Regions from separate parts of the Mus musculus genome. Here regions 2, 3 and 4 are each linked to region 1. Evidence: chromatin contacts called from public HiChIP or PLAC-seq and Micro-C data. All regions are on one chromosome and are shown on one strand. Each heading gives the region's core, a stretch centred on a gene start, on an enhancer-like site or on the middle of the called end of the contact. The rest is flanking DNA. Distances are from core to core; before and after follow the strand shown. Region 1 holds the start of Sfrp2 (secreted frizzled-related protein 2). Region 2 overlaps Trim2 (tripartite motif-containing 2). Region 3 holds the start of Tmem131l (transmembrane 131 like). Region 4 has its middle 130 kb from the start of 1700028M03Rik.

Region 1 (3,318 bases), core at 769-3,268:
GTAGGTTTTCACTAGTATGAAATCAAATTTTCACAGGGAAAAAGAAAAAAAAAAACCTTGTGACCCATAAAAGAAAAGTTATCTGATTTTTGAAAATATCAAGCAAACTTCGCAGGCGTCCAGGCTTATTTTGAAGGAGGAAAGTGAACTCTGGAGGAATACCCTGTGTCTATTTGGGTTGATGGCAGGAAGAAAAACAACAAAGGCAACCCCCACAAAACAACCCCAGCCCTACCCAACCAGAGAGAAACACTTCCAATCGGGAGGCTCGGAGTGTGTATGAAATGCTACCAACCTGTATTGGTTATTCTATTGTATATGTTGGGCAAATGTTTGAAAAATGCCAAACATTTGCAATAAATTAGAAACCTAACCAATAAGATGATTGCAGACTCATGGTGCCTGCCAGGAAAGATTGCTAAACAACTTTGTATTTTCTTTAACTAATGATGTCTGCAGGAAAAAAATTAGCGATTGAAAGGGAGATGCGGCTGCAGCCAGAGAGGGGTAAGGAAGCCCCCTTTTCTATCTCCGGGGCCCAAATCAGCTCAGACACATTGTATACTTTTTCCTTTCAGGAAAAGTATCAAGAGTGCATGAGGTTTTCATTGCTTTGATGGTTTTTGCCTATGAACTTCCCTCTGTTTTCTAAAAACTTGAGGGAACTCTTCTGCATGATTTTTTCCCCAGCTAATTAAAACCACTCCTAAGATAAAAGCAGATAGTGACAGAGAGATGAGTCCTGTTGATTGCCTTTAGCCTCTCTCCCCCAAACACCTGGGGAGTTAAAACCAATAGTCAGGGTTCCACTCGCTCCCAGACAGTCTTCGTTTTTTTATCTCCAAACCTACATTGGCGAAGGACAAAAAAACAATCTCAAAAGGTGATCAACGTGTATCGTTTGTTTTTATCCAGTGGGACAAGAACGTGCAGAGAGAGGCTGAGCCTGGGTGCTCATCACTAGGACCCAATCATGGTAAATGCTTTCAGAAGCGGGGACGCAGAGCAAGAATCTTAAAAAAAGGCTTGCCACTTTTGTTTGGCTTTCTTAACTACCTAAGAGGAACTGTTAGAACCAAGGAGGAATCTTGGCGCATGGGTGGATATCTCTAACTCCGTATGGCAACAGATTAGGGCAAGGAGAGCTGCCATATCCAAGGTTGGGACCTCCAGCCTGGACAAACTAGGATGTGGAGTGGTGGCTGCGGGGTGTCCCCCACCCCACCCACCCCACTCCCCAGGTCCTAGCACCTCAGGCTTCTTGGGAGTGGGTGGATCGAATAGGGAAGGCTTACCTTCCTCTGTGGCCGGCAGGAGGTGGTCGCTACTAGCGAGGGGGATGCAGAGGTCGTTGTCCTGCGGGAAACGGTCGCACTCCAGCATGTCTGGCCAGGGGAAGCCGAAGGCGGACATGACCGGGGCGCAGCGGTCCTTCACCTGCACGCAGAGCGAGTGACACGGCTGGATGGTCTCATCTAGGTCGTCGAGACAGACAGGGGCGAAGAGCGAGCACAGGAACTTCTTGGTGTCCGGGTGGCACTGCTTCATGACCAGCGGAATCCAGGCGCCCGCCTGCTCCAGCACCTCCTTCATGGTCTCGTGGCCCAGCAGGTTGGGCAGCCGCATGTTCTGGTACTCGATGCCGTGGCACAGCTGCAGGTTGGCGGGGATGGGCTTGCAGTTGCTGCGCTTGTAGGAGAAGTCGGGCTGGCCGAAGAGGAAGAGCCCACGCGCCGAGCCCAGGCAGCAGTGCGAGGCGAGGACTAGCAGCAGCAGCGAGGCAGGGCCCCGCGGCATCGTGGACTAGCGACCCCCGGGGGGCGGAGGGAGCCGAGCGGGGGAAGCGAGAGGCGGCCGGAGCTCGAGCTCGTCCGGGACTCCCTCGCTCTGCTCGTGGGGGCTCTGGACAGCGGGCGGCGCGAACGCGCGAAGCCGGGCGCCGGGAGGTCGGCGCGGGCAAGGCACTGCAAGCCCGCGCGCAGCTCCGGGGGGCTCCGACCCGGGGGAGCAGAGTGAGCAGAGGCTGGGGCCCAGCCAGAGTTTTCTTGGCCTTTTTTATGCAAATCTGGAGGTGGAGGAGGGGGAGCAAGGGAGGAGCCAAACCGGAGTAATCCGAGGAGGCCGGTCACTACTTTCTGGGGCTGGCTGCGTTGAGAATGCCCCTCACGCGCTCGCTGGCAGGAAATTCGGGCTGCGCCCCCACCCCGAGGCAGCAGCCCCTGCGCGCGCGCTCTGGTGATTGCCTTGCAAGCAGACAAGCGCGGGCCACCCTGTCCCAGGGAGAGCGAGGGGAGAGCGAGGAGGAGGCAACGAAAGTCGAGGACACGCGTGGAGCCGGGCTAGCTGCCTTGCAGTCGGATCAGGGCTGGAACGCGTTTCACGCCCCGCGTGGCCTGCGCCCGTATCGATGTGCAGCAGCCTTTAAGTCTCAGCACTGCGTCCCTGTCCCCGAGTAACCATAAACCAGCAGTACTAGACTCTTTGTGGCCTGGGCTTTTTCCTCCCGGTTCTCCAGCCCAAGTTGAGCAGACTGGCTTGAGCAATGTGATTCCACAGCCTCACGACACATTCTGACTTATAAAATGGAATTGCAGCCATGCACGGAGTTGCTATTTTGCTGGGGTGTCTATAGGATTTTGTCACTGTGGAGGACTTGTCAGAGGCATCACGAATTTGCCCGCCATTTCTCCTCTTTGGAGGAGAAAATTTGACCTCTGAAGAGATGTCTATGCTTGAAGGCTGCACGGGCTCTAATACATAGGGGTTCAGGATTACCTCAGTATAGGCCACCAAAGCAATAAATGGGGCTTATGAGTACCAAGGTCAGAAGGTGGGCAGGAACGGGCAGAGACCTCTGTGGTCACAAGAGTTAGTCATGTCCTCAGCATAGTTGGCCCATTCATCCCCTAACAACCAGGGACGCCATCCTGGTCACCCATCCTGGTCACGCCATCCTGGTCACCCATCGGGCCATCCTCTGCTCTGTAGAACAGGGAACCTAATGTTAGGGTAAGTGGATTGTAAGGTGCCAGGCGGGGAAAGGAGTACAGAGAGACAGTTTGGACGTGCGCAGGGGGTGGGTTAAGGGGGGGGGTGTCTCTTCCCCAAACCTTCCCTTGTCTTAAGAGTCAGCCTCTCTTTAAGTGGGACCTTGCAAGTCCTGGGTAGTGACTTCCCCTCTTTGCCCCCCCCCCCCCCAACAATCCTCTTTCAAGTGTAAGGTGGACACATTGTTGCTGCTTCCTGGATTTAACAGCTGGGTTGGATGTTTGCTGCCTGATTTACATTTTCCATCCATCTGGATGGTGAGCTCAGGAT
Region 2 (2,965 bases), core at 389-2,888, 410 kb before region 1:
ATTCCTCTTGTGATTCATAGGCTAGTTTACCATCTGAGAAAAAAATGGTGTAATTATCTTTCCTTTCCTTTCCTTTCCTTTCCTTTCCTTTCCTTTCCTTTCCTTTCCTTTCCTTTCCTTTCCTTTCCTTTCCTTTTCTTTCCTTTCCTTTCTTCTTTCCCTTCCCTTCCCTTTTCCCTTCCTCCCCTCCCCTCCTCTCTCCCTCCCCTCCTCTCTCCCCTCCCCTCTCCCCTCCCTTCTCTCTCTCTCTCTCTCTCTCTCTCTTCCTTTCTGTCTTTTTCTGTTTTTCTTTTCTTTTCTTTTTTTTTTCTTTTTTTTCTTTTCAAGACAAGAGTTACTACTCTGTAACCCTGGCTATCCTGGAACTCCCTCTGTAGACCAGGCTGGCCTCCAACTCAGAGATTTGCCTGCCTGGGTCTTCTGAGTGCTGGGATTAAATGAGTGCACCTCCACTACCATTCTAATAGTTTAATTACCATTAGAAATTATTACTAATACTTATAGCTCCCTTAAATTCTGTCAATCAGTTAGTAGCCAACACAAGTAATTGTGAAATGGATCTTTTAGATGAAAATAGGAAGTGATTTGATAAGTACTGTTAATATATGTATTGTTTTACATAAGTGTTATGTAAGACTTTATCTTCATTACAACTTTTCAATATTCTGTGTACATATATATGCTTGCACGTGTGTGTATACAAGCTGTGTAGCTAAGGATTGAACCCGAGGTCTTGGACAAGCTAGGAAAGTGCTCTAAGGCCAAGACACATCTCCAGCCTCACCACTCACTTAGAATACTGTAGAGACAGGAGAGACTTGTCTGTAGACCAAATAGATTTCCTAAGGAGCTGGGAAGGTAAAGCTTGGGCCCAAATAACTTCCAACTTCTAGGATCCCTACTTCATTTTCATGATAAGCTGCCTTACAAACACTTGAACGGTCTATCCACATTGTCTCTATCCACATTGTCTTGCGGTGTTAAGCAGCATCTATTTCAATTGCCAGGAAAAAGTCATTAGCATCAATTGTCTTTCAAGATAAACGGATGCAAACAGGGTTCAGGAGAAAGAAACAGTGGGAATCTCTGACAAGACAAAAGGTGCTCCTAGGAATGAGGGCCTGGTCCAGTGCAGGCATGCACAAGGGGAGGTGTGGTCTTTAGCTCTTGAAAAGAGAGAGAGGGTTGGGAGAGGAGGAGGAGGTAGGTGGCGAAGGAGATTTCACTACTAATTGGCAGTTTGTTGTCTTTGGTGGTGTGTGTCTGTGGTGTGTGTGTGTGTGTGTGTGTGTGCGCGCGTGTGTGTTATTTGTGTCTGTGTGAGTGCAGGCGTTCATGTGAATGTCAGGGACAACTTTGGGAGACAGTTCTCTTTCCTCTATGGGGGATTTGGGACAGGAACTCAAGCTTGCAAGTACTTGAATGGTAAAGGTTTTTTGTTTTTTTGTTTTTTTACCTGCTGAGTGGCCTTGCTGAGCTATGCCTGTTTTATCTAGCCTGTTTTAAAACCGGGCAGTGTGGCTGACTGATGTCCCTCCCATCCTGAGGTCTTATTTACAAATGGGCCAACAGATAGAGGCTGATGGCACCTCGATGGCCAGATGCACAGCAGAACCTCTTTCAGCAGTGAGCTTTGTCCCACTGCTCTGGTGACCCAATGTTGGCAGCTTCCAAGAACGCCCTCATTCATTGCAAAAGCAAAGAACTTCCTGCCCTGGATTCTGATCGGATTAACGTAGAGTTTGACTGAATGTCTTCCTGCCCCAGTGCGGTTCTTTGCCATTTCTGCTGATGCTCAGACTCGTGGCCTTATTTCTGTATGGTACAAAAACATGTTGGTGTTTTGGGCGCCTCTATTTTCTTTCTTCCAGCACCAGCTGTATATTCTAGAAAGCAAATGGAATCTTTTTGCTAATACCATTTCTTTTTCTATATCCTGTTTCACACTGAGTTTTCTAGAGACACAATGGCCTTTGTCCTTAGCCAAAGGTTAAATGAAGAAGAACCACAGGCAATGTCTGTCCCTGCCTGTCCCTCAAGGACAGCAGATCAGTGTTCCTTTGCTCTCCTCAGGTGTCTCCCAGCTGCCTTTCCTCTGCTGTTTGTCAGCAGCCACCCTATGACTATCGGGACAGTGCCAGTTTCACAGATGCAAGGATCTGATAAGTTATTTCTTTGCCAGTGAAATGAGCCAATCCAAACCTGATTAAAGTATCTAAAGGCAGGTTTATTGGGAAGCCCACTCACAGGCACATTCACTGGTCCCAAGAAGGAGGCCAGGAAAATTGCCATGAGGAGGGAGACACAGGGGAAGGGGAAGAGAAAGAGAGAGAGCACTCTATGAGAGACAGAAGAGAGAAGAGAGACCTAAATGTCTGGATTATATAGGGAGGAGCTTCTGGGGGTGGGGCAGCCCAGCCTCTTGGCTGGAAAATTCAGGGTAGAGGGCGGGGTATGCACTGTAACAGAGACTGAGGGATGCTGGGGGAACCTGGAGGCCAGGTCCACATTGGTACGCTAAATATGCACCTTAGCTTTTGTCCTGGGGTCTGAAACACAACAAGATCTACATCACTGGGGTTTCTTTAAGGTCATTTCTTTGGTTTCTGTTCCAACCCCAGTTTTTATAAGGTTCTTGCTCTTTTAAAAAAAATGTATTTATTATTAGTGTGTGTGGTGACACATGCTATTGTGTGTGTGTAGGAAAACACGCATGTGAGTGCGTACATGCGTGTGTGCATGCGTGCATGCATTCTCTCTTTCACCTTTATGTGCTCGCAGGGGTTGAATCACAGTTGCCAGGCTGGTGGGATTGACCTGATGTTCTGCTGAGACATCTCAGCCATGGGCCCTAAGACTCTTGCTTTCAAGTTGGTCCTGCTACCTCCTTCTGATAATGTCATACTTTTGTTTATCATTTTTAAGTTTTATTTATTTATTTTCAGACAGGGACTATTTGTCCCAA
Region 3 (3,395 bases), core at 149-2,648, 270 kb before region 1:
AACATGTGTTGGTTTTGTGGTACTGTGACCTGAACCAAGAGCTTTGCATGCGATAGCCGGGACATACCATCGATTTTCTGAGACCCTTGAATGCAGTGAGGGAATTTCAGTATCCGAGGGGCAAATAGAAACCCAGAGAAGTGAAATGAAGAGGAAAAAAAGGGTCCAATGGGATAGGACAGGACATCCTTGCCAGGGATGCACCCAAGCAATCTGGGGGGGGGGGGAGTAAGAAATAATTGGAGCTGCTCAAGTTGGACAAAGCAAAATGACATTTCCATGTGGACATTTGCTTTTATCAAGTGTTAAGTATGGCAAAGAAATCAGGTGGTTTAACCTCATTTAGAGTTACATCCAGACAAAGAGATTAGGTTCACAGTATGGTATTATGAAGAGAGCATCCATCATTCATATTGTCCTTGACCAACATCTGACCTGCTATGAGACTACATTTTTTCCCATAGTCTAGACTGGAAGGCTCCAGAAGCAATTAAACAGAAGATCAATGTAAGCAGACAGGTGTACACCATCACTTCCTGAAGCTCACAGTCTCTGAGTTTCATACGAGCTACGTTTGCTGCACACAGCAAATCAACTTAAAAAAAAAAAAAACAGAGGCAGAAAATAAATTTCCAAGTATGACTTACACTACTTATTAATATTGTTAACTGGCAGGCGATCTGTGCCCTCCACTTCAACTACGTTTAGCAAGTGGCTGGCTCACTTTTGCAGTCTGATTCTGCAGGTCCATCTGCAGGGCTCTTGAAGGTCTAACCTAAGCTCTCCCACCTGTCAGGATTTGGACCGTCTCCACAGAGGGCGCTGAGCGCATTACCGCCACGCGGCGCTGAGGTCAGCCTCTCGGGTGTTGGGAGAGCTTTTTATTCTAAATTACAGACCTCGCAGCCACCGGATATCCTCGCTGCATAACAGGCAGTAGCTGTGCGGCTGCACTCGCGTTTCCTGACAACCACAGCAATATTTCCACTAATATCCTGTTCAAGGCCAAGCGCTGGGCTACGATTCATTCCCAGGACCCCTCCCCCCGGGGGGTTAGTGCCCCCACCGTGGCCCGGGTGTCATCGACAAAGAGAACCTCATGAAAGTTCACGACAACACCCTCTCCCCGTGGGCCGCGAGCCCCAGCCCCCAGAGTCAAGCTTCTGGGGGCCCTCGGGCACGTGCTGCGCGCTGTGAGCGTTCGCATTGTCTTCGTCCCTCCGCTCCCCGCCGCGTTCCATCCCCTTCTATCTGCGGAGCACACGCGCTCGGGAGCAAGCGGCGCGCCGGCGCTGAGCAGCAGTCCAACAGCTGCGGGGGCGGGCCCAACAGCGGGGGGCGGGCCCGGAGGCGGGGCGGGGCCAGGGCGCGGGGGCGGGCCCGGGGCGCGGCCTGGCGGCCGCGGCGCCACCAAACAAGAGAACAAGATCGCTGCGAGCGAGCGCGGCGAGCACCAGCATGGCGGGGCTCCGGCGCCCGCAGTCCGGCGCCTACCGCCGCACGGCCGCTGCCGTGAACCTTCTGCTGGGCGTCTTCCAGGTCCTGCTGTCCTGCTGCCGTCCGGGAGGGGCTCAGGGACAAGGTCAGCCCGTCGTCGGGGCTGGCTGTCCCCGCCGCCCCGCCCCCCCTTTCTTTTAGGGAACTGTTGAAATCTGTGAGGGTTCGCGGAGGAAGGGGACTCGGGCGGCTGGGGAAGACGGGCTGCTGCAGCCCTGCGACCGCAGCGTCCCCTCGGCGACTCTAGGCCGGGCCAGGAGCGGGCAGCGTGGGGCTCAGGGACCGCTAGCCGCGCACGCCCCGGAGCCTTTGTGCGCGGGCCCCTGCGCCCCGGGCGCATCCCCCGCTTTGTGTGGCGCGCGGGTGCCTCGCCGCGCCCGGCTTCCTGCAGCTTTGTTTCCCCCAGCCCGGTGGCTTGGGGGTCGCGCCGTGCTTGGTGCGGCGGCCTCATGCCCTGGTCTTGACCAAGCCCGCACGCCCTCATCTTCTGGACCCCGGGGTCCGGCTGGGCATTGTATTTGCATCCTCGGCTCACCCCTCGGGTGGCCTGCCCTGCGAGGGGAGAAGGAGACTTGTTTGGGGGCAGGCGGTTGGCACGAGGGGACGGGCGAGGAAACAGGAAGCGTTTCTTTGCCGTGCATTACAAACGCGGTGTGTTTTTTTGGTGTCCGTGCAGCGTTTGAGCCCTTGCCGAACGTGGTGGAGCTGTGGCAGGCAGAAGAAGGGGAACTCCTGCTGCCCACTCAGGTGAGGAGGACCGGTGACAGGGCGGGTGTGGGCGTGTGAGGGAGGAGAGGCCTGGAGGTTGCCGGCCTTCCCCCCAATGGCACAGGAGCGCTCGGGTCACTTTGCAAGGCAAATAAACGGTCGTGCCGAGCCTGAACACCTGGCAACGGTGGCTCTTCAGCCTGGCTCCCGCGCCATGTGACAGGGTGTGAGTCAGGGCCGCCCCAAGTTCAGAAGGTGGGTGTCCAGGCCACCTCAGCAGGGTTGTGTGTCTCACAGCCTTGCGCCTGGCTAGTGGCGACTTCCTTGGCTCGTTAGTGGGCCAGGGTGGGCGGAGGACTCGCTTCTGGGTCTCCACGGCTGTCTCTAAGCAGGCGGGTGTGGTGTGGATGGCAAGTGGCTGGAGGGTTGAACACAATGGGAATATTGATTTCATAAATGTTAGTGAGTGGTACTTTGCCATTAGCCTAAGTAGCTTTGGGATGAAGAAGTGACTTTAAAGGAGTATAATCTTGGAATTTCTCCAAATGTCTTTAATTCCTGTTAGAACACACCCACTTAAGAACCTGAATTTCAGGTTTTTTCACCCCCCTACGATGATATAATGATTACATGTGGAAAAATAATTGCTAACGTTTTATTGGGAATCTGTAGCATAGAGGGCTTCAGGCTGCAACGGATGTGGTACTGCAAAGCTTTTGTCTTGAATTGCATGTTTCAGTTATGCAAGAAATTCTCACTGACTTGCAAAAGGTACCCACTTACACATAATTTTGAAAACATAATCTTGATGACTGTTTTCACCAGCAGTGTAGTAGAGACCCCAAATGCATTTGGGGGGTGTGTGTTTGCAGTGATAAGAGAACATTAGGCTTGCCTGTTTAAATTGTTTATTGCTTCCCATGCTGGTAGCAGCATTAAAATCAGGATGTTGAATTCTAACTTCTCTGCAGTCTCAAGGTTTACTGTTCTCCCTCTCACTGAAGCGGCAACAGTGCTGGCTTTGAGATATTTGGAATATTCATTTTGACCAGGGCCAATGAATAACAGCTTACAGGCAGAGGTGATTTTTCAGAGACACTTCCCCAGATCTTTCAGGAAGGCCAGCAGGCTCCAGGAGACCCACCCTTTGAGAATAAGCCCTGCTAGCAAGTAGTCCTTTCTCCTAAATG
Region 4 (3,087 bases), core at 388-2,887, 320 kb after region 1:
ACAAACCAGAGGTCCATCACATAGAATAAAATCTATGCTGAAACTGTATTACAAGGGTTAATTTAGGAGATAGGTTGGGAGGTAATTAAGATAAAAGCGCTATTGTTGAGAATGATGTTAGTGATCTTGAACATGAGAACTAAGCAAGTGCAATGACATGGACCTATACCTAGGAATTCAGGAGACCAAGGCAGAGGGATTATGAGTTCAAAGCCAACCTAACCTACATAGCAAAACTATCTCAAGAAAGAAATGGGGGTGAAATAAAGGAGAGGTTCAGTGATATTTATACTTTGTTCTGTCACATGAGAACACAGTTAACTGACATCATTTATGAAACAGAAAACTGCTCTCACAAGACTTAATTTGGGTGCCTTAAGTCTTGCTCTACTTCCAGAAGTGTAATAAATAGTTTCTGTTCTCTTCATCTATGCAACACAGAGTATTTCATCAAAATCATCCCAATGGACTAAGATAGAATATCTCTAGGCAGTGGCAACACTGGATCATGAATCATAGCCTTGAAAGTACACTTCTGTAGAGAAATAATGGAAATGGTCACAGGACTATGAAGCTGAGGAGATGGTTTAAACATGGTTGTCCTTCAACTAGAATGCCAAGACTTCTGGTTGAAGACACAGTCTACGTAGACACCAGACCCTGGGCTCCTTGGAAGTTGCTGCCATTGTTGGTGTTTAAAGTATTTGTTGCTACTTTTTTGGTTAGTAGTGATTTTAAGGACTTGGTGTTGTCAAAAACACCAGCAGAGAAGACCAACATGCTGGTCCTGTGCAGACACTGCTAAGCATCTGGGGCAGTACAGAGCCTGCCCTTGCCCTTGGAATTGGCGCAGAGGAGGGTTGCTTTGGCGCTGCCTTTGACTTATTCATGTAACGTTGGACTTCATAACAACCTTTCCGGGCTCCTTATCTATGAAATGTGAATCTTGGCTTATGCGGTTTCCCAGGAATTTTCTGGCTCCATTTCACATTCAGTTTCAGCAGAATGTTGGTTTCTAACCTTTCCCAGGCTGCTGTTGTTTAGCTTAATTGCTAGCCCTCCACAGACTCCATGCTGCCTGACCTCACCCTCAGATTACTCTTTCTCTCCACTTAGAGATAACAGCCTCAACTACCTCAGGATAATTCTACCAGCTGCCAAAACTATTTCCAAAATGCAAACTTGTGGCCGCTGACTCATGCACTGCAGGGAGGCACTGCAAACCTTGGGAGCAAAGCCAGGAAACGGGCCCTTTAGATGTCTTGTGTGAGTCAAAGGAGGAAGAGACACACCATTAAAGCTGCCACAAGTGTCACTTCTAAAATGTAAGAAGTATACATGGCCCCTGCAGTTGGGTAACTTAAAACGGAAAATATGTAAGCACAAAAACATTATCTGTACATCATTCTGCAAAGATGATAAATACATGGTTTAGGTGTCAACAGATATGATCCAAGAACACGCTGCCAAGACCAAGTCTAGCTGACAACACGTATCTAGAATTCAAGTATGGAAGTCCAACATCACAGGAATGAATGAGATGTGGGGGAAAAGAGTGGGGGTACAAAGACAGACACCATCAGTGCTGCATTAAGTGGGCACCCTTTTCTATAGAGCCAGACGAATAGGAAGCGATGAAGGCACAGAGTGAATGAGTCAGGGAACTAGGCAAGTGAAGCCACATAGTACTACAGAAATTGCAGGCCAGTGAAGAAAATGACAGTATAAAGAGCAACAGGTTCTAGAGATGCCCATTCAGAGGAGGAATTGGAGACTGGATAGAAATCAGGAGAGAATAAGGCTTCATCTGTGGTTTAGCAATAGAGAAGAATTTATTGGAAGCATTAGATTAGAAGTGGGCATAGCAGATGGAGCTTGAAGCTGCAGAGAAAAGAGACCACACCGAGAGGCACAGGAATAGGAGAGGGAGGAACATTTTTGAAGTTGAAACTAATACACAAGCGCATATATTAAAGTGGATGTTACAGTGTTTTATATCATGCCAGTGCTATGTGTTGAATGTGAACTGTTCTTAACAAGCTTGTGATACGATTCTGAAAGGGCCTGGGTCTTCAGGACATGGGATCTATCTGGTGGTAGTGGGGCAAACCTTATGGGTAACATATAGTATGGGTAACATACATCAGCTTTCAGACAAGCTAGCCCTATTTTTCTTTTGGACCACTAAGTTGTGAGGAGGCCTGGTGACAAGCCTTGGTCACTTTGAACTACATCCTACCTCCTCTGCCAGGATGCAATGTATCCTCTTAGAACATGAGCCAATGTTTTAGGTATTTTGTCCCAGTGACAAGAAATGTGACCAGTATAGACATAGCACATGGGGACGTGTTTCTCAGCATGCCAAGCAGAGGAAAAGCAGAAAACAGGGTGCCTTAGAAAGTTCTGGAAAATTGACAGTACCATATAATTATGTCCCAAGTGGGTATGAAAGAAAACCAATGTCTCATCTGACTGGTAGGGGACAATTGAGAGGGAGCAAGAAATGACTGCTTCATTAGTGGGAAGGTGGATTCCCACCTCTTATTACCATGGCTCTCTTTTCTGTCACTAGTGTGTTGGAGTTCACTGATGGTACCAAAGGCTTCCACATGCACTGCTCTACAAGGTGAATTTTTGAAACTCAAAGCCACCCTGACGTGACTCACAACATAACTGGTGGTTATCATGTAGAAGAATGCGAATTGATCCATTTCTATCTCATTGTACTAAGGTCAAATCTAAGTGGATCAAGGAACTCCACATAAAACCAGAGACACTGAAACTTATAGAGGAGAAAGTAGGGAAAAGCCTCGAAGAGATGGGCACAGGGGGAAAATTCCTGAATAGAACAGCAATGGCTTGTGCTGTAAAATCAAGAATCGATAAATGGGACCTCATAAAATTGCAAAGCTTCTGCAAAGCAAAAGACACCGTCAATAAGACAAAAAGGCCACCAACAGATTGGGAAAGGATCTTTACCTATCCCAAATTGGACAGGGGACTAATATCCAATATATATAAAGAACTCAAGAAGGTGGACTTCAGAAAATCAAATAACCCCATTAAAAAATGGGGCTCAGAGCTGAA

The links. Hi-C and Micro-C count contacts between places; a contact is called where the count stands out from the background. HiChIP or PLAC-seq counts read pairs in DNA pulled down with a chosen protein or histone mark.
Region 2: an H3K27ac HiChIP or PLAC-seq map of embryonic stem cells shows a contact between it and region 1, with 2.8 times the contacts expected there. The contact joins the enhancer-like site here to the promoter of Sfrp2 in region 1. A contact is called at or near these places in 1 of 39 promoter capture datasets (the C10 cell line), 1 of 484 Hi-C or Micro-C datasets (embryonic stem cells), 2 of 115 datasets of contacts at active chromatin or transcription factors (bone marrow-derived macrophages and embryonic stem cells) and 1 of 9 other capture datasets (liver).
Region 3: a Micro-C map of embryonic stem cells shows a contact between it and region 1, with 4 times the contacts expected there. The contact joins the promoter of Tmem131l here to the promoter of Sfrp2 in region 1. A contact is called at or near these places in 3 of 39 promoter capture datasets (embryonic stem cells and stem cell-derived epiblast-like cells) and 3 of 484 Hi-C or Micro-C datasets (all in embryonic stem cells).
Region 4: an H3K27ac HiChIP or PLAC-seq map of vascular smooth muscle cells shows a contact between it and region 1, with 9 times the contacts expected there. The contact joins the enhancer-like site here to the promoter of Sfrp2 in region 1. A contact is called at or near these places in 2 of 39 promoter capture datasets (embryonic stem cells and hippocampal neurons), 5 of 484 Hi-C or Micro-C datasets (the C2C12 cell line, adipose-derived mesenchymal stem cells, myocytes and 2 more), 9 of 115 datasets of contacts at active chromatin or transcription factors (astrocytes, craniofacial prominence, embryonic fibroblasts and 6 more) and 1 of 9 other capture datasets (embryonic stem cells).

Annotation. Positions count from the first base shown.
Region 1 is chr3:83,765,021-83,768,338 of GRCm38.p6, reverse strand. It overlaps Sfrp2 (secreted frizzled-related protein 2), which reads right to left and starts at 2,018. Exons shown (of 3, transcript NM_009144.2): 1 at 1,296-2,018. The coding sequence starts at 1,797.
Region 2 is chr3:84,179,989-84,182,953 of GRCm38.p6, reverse strand. The region is part of intron 6 of Trim2 (tripartite motif-containing 2); the gene reads left to right. Among named protein-coding and RNA genes, the nearest start is that of Mnd1, 26 kb to the right of the region's middle. Within about 2 kb of position 1,638, at least 22 of the 459 cell types and tissues checked have an H3K27ac peak or open chromatin away from gene starts, as enhancers often do. A contact at or near this core is called in embryonic stem cells, where this site is marked.
Region 3 is chr3:84,038,164-84,041,558 of GRCm38.p6, reverse strand. It overlaps Tmem131l (transmembrane 131 like), which reads left to right and starts at 1,398. Exons shown (of 35, transcript NM_172681.4): 1 at 1,398-1,582; 2 at 2,174-2,244. The coding sequence starts at 1,459. It overlaps Gm30352 (a long non-coding RNA gene), which reads right to left and starts at 1,338. Exons shown (of 4, transcript XR_867387.3): 1 at 648-1,338.
Region 4 is chr3:83,444,366-83,447,452 of GRCm38.p6, reverse strand. No RefSeq gene overlaps it. Among named protein-coding and RNA genes, the nearest start is that of 1700028M03Rik, 130 kb to the left of the region's middle. Within about 2 kb of position 1,637, at least 63 of the 459 cell types and tissues checked have an H3K27ac peak or open chromatin away from gene starts, as enhancers often do. A contact at or near this core is called in the C2C12 cell line, adipose-derived mesenchymal stem cells, heart atrium and 3 more, where this site is marked.